2 separate regions of the Salvelinus alpinus genome follow, and region 1 is linked to region 2. Evidence: chromatin contacts called from public Hi-C data. All regions are on one chromosome and are shown on one strand. Each heading gives the region's core, a stretch centred on a gene start, on an enhancer-like site or on the middle of the called end of the contact. The rest is flanking DNA. Distances are from core to core; before and after follow the strand shown. Region 1 holds the start of LOC139583485 (neuronal vesicle trafficking-associated protein 2-like). Region 2 holds the start of LOC139583453 (vesicle transport protein SEC20-like).

What was found. A called contact is a pair of places that touch in the nucleus more often than the background predicts.
Region 1: a contact with region 2 is called in a Hi-C map of muscle, with 4 times the contacts expected there. The contact joins the promoter of LOC139583485 here to the promoter of LOC139583453 in region 2. A contact is called at or near these places in 2 of 3 Hi-C or Micro-C datasets (muscle and red muscle).

What each region holds. Positions count from the first base shown.
Region 1 is chr1:65,854,498-65,857,197 of SLU_Salpinus.1, forward strand. LOC139583485 (neuronal vesicle trafficking-associated protein 2-like) reads left to right here and starts at 1,443. Exons shown (of 5, transcript XM_071414621.1): 1 at 1,443-2,249; 2 at 2,636-2,700. The coding sequence starts at 2,674.
Region 2 is chr1:65,706,499-65,709,198 of SLU_Salpinus.1, forward strand. It overlaps LOC139583453 (vesicle transport protein SEC20-like), which reads left to right and starts at 1,408. Exons shown (of 6, transcript XM_071414581.1): 1 at 1,408-1,535; 2 at 1,797-1,889; 3 at 1,986-2,077; 4 at 2,177-2,281; 5 at 2,540-2,658. The coding sequence starts at 1,452.

The sequences.
Region 1 (2,700 bases), core at 193-2,692, 150 kb after region 2:
TACACTGCTATCAGACACACATAACTGCACCACATATCACACTTTCACAAAATGCTGAAGACATGGCTAAAGGTCAATCAGATTTGTGAACATGGTCCCTAGCTGTGTGTTGCCGCTTTCCATGTCTGTTGTCTGTAACTTGTGAGGTGTGGAAACACTTTGTTGCTTTTATGAATTTTGTCTTGCTGCTTTTTGTTCTATGTTGCTCTGTCTGTATGCTACGTCTTGCTTGTCCTATGTTGCTATGTCTTGCTTGTTCTATGTTGCTATTGTCTATATTGTAATTGTTTTTAATAACCTGCCCAGGGACTGCGGTTGAAAATTAGCCGGCTGGCTAAAACCGGCACTTTTACTGAAACGTTGATTAATGTGCACTGTCCCTGTAAAAATAAAAATAAACTCAACTCAACTCAACCATGCATGTGCGTTTAGAAAAATTATGACATTGTCCAAAAAAAAGGGGGGGTGGGGAATTTGTACACCCACATCAAGTGTCATTATTAAAAGAAACCTCTTTTTCAATTCTACTTGTTTTCAATTGTACTTGTTTTCATACATATTTTCCATACTTTCTGTAATGATTCATGAAGTCTATTTAATTATTTTCAAAAGGCACATATATGGTTCTTGGATGCATCCACTATTTATATCTACAGTACAACAAGTACACTGAGCGTACAAAACATTCAGAACACCTGCTCTTTCCATGACATAAACTCACTAGATTAATCCAGGTGAAAGCTATAATCCCTTATTGATGCCACTTGTTAAATCCACTTCAATCAGAGTAGATGAAGGGGAGGAGACAGGTTAAATAAGTATTTTTAAGCCTTGAGACAATTGAGACATGGATTGTGTACGTGTGCCATTCAGAGGGTGAACGGGCAAGTCAAACGATTTATATAAGTGCCTTTGAACGGGGTATGGTAGAAGGTGCCAGGCGCACCGGTTTGTGTCAAGAACTGCAACGCTGCTGGGTTTTTCCACGCTCAACAGTTTCCTGAATGTATCAAGAATGGTCCACCACCCAAAGGACATCCAGCCAAGTTGACACAACTGTGGGAAGTATTGGAGTCAACATGGGCCAGCATCCCTGTGGAACGCTTTGGACACCTTGTAGAGTCCATGCCCTGATGAATTGAGGCTATTCTGAGGGCAAAAGTTTGTTTCTCAAGGTAAGGGACAAATGGAGCTAGGGTTAGGGTTATGTTTGAGGTTAGCATTACAGCTGTAATAATAACGGCAAACCCTAACCCTAAAAGGGTATAGCAATGGCCCTACAGCTGTAATGCTAAGCACAAACCTAACTCTAACCATAACCCGCCCATAGGTCTCCCCCACCCCAGCTCCCAATTCCACCTTTTTTACTTGTTCATACAGTGGATTGATGGGATGGATGCATGTTTTCCTGTATATTTGCACCCTCTTGTGGTGTTTAGTGAAACAGATTTTGGTATTGATGGCCAGATTAAACAGGTGGAAAATACCGCCCTTTAATATAACGTACATACAGACAAATAAAAACATAGGCTAACACTTTCAATGCACTAGATTTATATTTGATGATGGACAGATCATTGTCTTTCTCATCGGATTATCTTTTCCATTAATTGTGGCGTAGGGGCTATTGTAAATCGCTCTGGATAAGAGCGTCTGCTAAATGACTTAAATGTAATGTAAATGTATAGCTGGATATACAAAACAGATGGCTTGGGACGTGGACCTATCTTGACATTAAATAACTTTTGATGTCTCAAAACATGCGTCGAATTTGGACTTTGAAGTCCATTAATGTCCCTTTTTACCGTCTTGCCGTCTTCCTTCTTTACCTAGCCTATATAGCCTCTAGTGGATAGACTATTATGCAGAGGGAGAGACACAGACACGGCACAGTTCTAACTTTAAGTCTCTAGGTGGCGATAAAGACTAAAAAAATACATCTGAATGCGGTTTGTGGTCCTTTTTAAGTCACGCATAACAAATGTGCGATTTCATTCAAAAATCCCTCTAGCGGCGCCAGATGCAAGCATAAAGTGAGGAGGCAGTGTTTGGAATTGGGTTCTGGGTTGCTTACGGAGCCCGCTAGTCTCTGCAGGGATCGGGCTGTCTAGTTTCCTGCATCAGCATCGCTGAGTTTTGATTGCAACTACGCCCGGTCTGCCTTCACGCATCTGCTCCTTGCATCCTGTCTTTGATATAACAAAACAGCAGACGAAGAAACGAAAAGGACTTATACAAGTGCGTCCATCGTAAGTAGATGTTTTTGTTTGAGATCTTTTGTTTTTGGCCGATAAGAATGGCGAAGTAGGCTAGGCTACTGCAGGTGCATCCCTATGCACAGTTAGCCTATGAACGAACATAGGATTTATTTTGACGCCTGCTCTATGGCGTTTGAAAATGGGATTTTCCACCTTTTTTTTTTACCCCCAATATTTAATTTATCCAATATTTAGGAAATTAAAACGCGGTTTCAGAGCGTTTTATTAGACTGTAAAAAAGTATTATAAAGGTAAAGTTTAAATCCAATGAATGTAATGTCCAAAGAAAAAACACTGATTTGCGTTCTCAGTAGATGTTTTATTGTTTGATAAATTAGACATGTACAATTAACTAACAGTGTCTGTCATATTTACAGCATCTGCTTGAGAAGTGCACTATTTTCTATTGGTAAAGATGGTTAAACTGGGGAGTAATCTACAA
Region 2 (2,700 bases), core at 158-2,657:
TTATCATTTTAAAAGGCTAACACAAAGTGCCATTGGAACACAGGAGTGATGGTTGCTGATAATGGGCCTCTGTACGCCTATGTAGATATTCCATAAAAAATTGGCCTTTTCCGGCTACAATAGTCGTTTACAACATTAACAATGTGTACACTGTATTTCTGATCAATTTGATGTTATTTTAACGGACAAAAAATAAAAAAAATCTTTCAAAAACAAGGACATTTCTAAGTGACCCCAAGCTTTTGAACGGTAGTGTATGTAAGAAGGCTGTTCATTGACTATAGCTCAGCCTTCAACACTATAGCACCCTCCAAGCTCATCATTAAGCTAGGGACCCTGGGTCTGAACCCCACCCTGTGCAACTGGGTCCTGGACTTCCTGACGGGCTGCCCCCAGGTGGTGAAGGTAGGATGCAACACCTCCACTACGCTCATCCTCAACACAGGGGCGCGTGCTCAGCCCCCTCCTGTACTCCCTGTTATCCAATAACTGTGTGGCCACGCACGCTTGCAACTCAATCATCAAGTTTGCAGACGACACAACAGTAGTAGGCCTAATTACCAACAATGACGAGACAGCCTACAGGGAGGAGGTGAGGTTCCTTGGCGAAGTGGTGCCAGGAAAATAACCTCTCCCTCAACGTCAACTCCTTCAAGACTATTGGAAAAGCATTCCAGGTGAAGCTGGTTGAGAGAATGTCAAGAGTGTGCAAAGCTGTCATCGGTAGCTACTGTCAAAGGTGGCTACTTTTAATAATCTCAAATATAAAAATATATTCTGATTTGTTTAATTACTTTTCTGTTACTACATGATTCCATATGTGTTATTTCATAGTGTTGATGTTTTCACTATTATTCTACAATGTAGAAAATAGTAAAAAATAAAGAAAAACCCTTGAATGAGTAGGTGTGTCCAAACTTTTGACTGGTACTGTACGTCATGATTTGACATATTTTTCTGAATTCCCAGTTGTTTTGAACACAGCATTACTGTCAGTGTTAGCAGGTCGGGTAACACATTAGTGGCAGAAATATGTATCATGTAAATCATTTGTTGTTGTGAGAGCCAAGTATGTTAAAAAGACACGTGAGGCTGCTGAAAACGTTTGTTGAAACGACAGTGTCAGTAGTTTGCTTAGGATGACGCCAAAGATAGGCTAATTGCATGGGAGTACCCTACCTAAAACACTGACCTATAGAACAATTTTAATAGGATCTCTGTCTAGTTTGCTAACGTTATTTATGATCACTCAAATAAGTACCTTTTCATATATAGGCTATGCACTATATTATGCTATATGTATGCTATATATTTTTTATTAGATGTGTCCATTAGTTATTTTGTCCGATTTATAGTGAATGAACACGGTCAACGTTTTCATAAAACAACGCGCTTCAAGTATCGCGCGCTTTTTGGATTAGTGGGTTAGTTGCCGTACAACAACAACAGAAATGGCGTCTTCCCAGGATGTCCACGTCCGTATTTGTGGACAAGAAATAATCAAATATGATCTCGAAATTAAAGCTCTCATTCAGGTACCTCCATCTTAACAACTTTTAACTTATTTTATTTATTAGGTTTACCTTGTGTCATTTCAATTTGCGGTTGTGAGCCAAGATAGTGTACATTTGGCCAGCTGTCTAATCTAGCCTAGTTCATTTTGGCTGGCTAGCTAACTAACGTTTGCTAACTGTTAATTGCGGAGAGCAAGCGATGCAATATAGCCTGTTTCAAGAATGTGGATTATATTGAATGGACAGTTACATAAAAAAAACATACTATATTCTCTTGATTAGGACATTAGAGAATGTCCGGGGCCACAAAGTGTGCTGATGGATTTCAACTCCAAAGTAAAAGAGAAATTAAATCAACTGCGACTGAGAATCCAGGTAGTTATGTAAATCAATGCTAATTTATTTTAGATCGCATTTATTGTGATTAGCTAGCTAGGAAAAACTCATCTGAACTATACATTACATTCACAGAATATGGAACAAATGGCTAAGGAACAAGACAGAGAGACAGACAAACAAGCCATCCTGAGTGAGACAGAGAGTCATCGCAGACAGAATCTGAGGTGAGAGATTGGGATCCAGATTCCTATTTAACATGCCAATTGACCTCACACCTTTTGGAATTCCCTGACTGAATATTTTCATAATATTTCCATCTACAGTAACCAGACAGCTTGGAGGAAGGCAAACTTGGCATGTAAACTGTCCATTGACAACCTTGAGAAAGATCAACTTCTGAATGGTGGAGACTCTACTGTGAGACAGCGGTGAGTAGTGCTCATCTCATCAGGCACAGCTGTTAGCTATTTTATTAATGCTCTATTTCCAGTTTCTTATTCCTACAATCATTATTCTTCATAACCTGAAAAATCATATTTTCAACACACCCTAATGTACAGGCTGAAAGATACTCCTCTAATAGGGTGACAGGGACAGAAAGTTGAGATTGCATTGAATTTAGTTCTAGTGTGTCATCCCCCCCCCCCCCTCTCTCTGTGTGTGTGTGTGTGTGTGTGTGTTCTCAGGAAGGCAACTAAGGAGAGTCTGGTCCAGACGTCTAGTGACATCACAGAGAGTCTGATGAGCATCAGTCGTATGATGGCCCAGTCGGTGTCTCAGAGCGAGGAGACCATCGGCACTCTGGGTAAGAGACTACTCATTCAGGAAAGGAGAACAGTCACAAAAT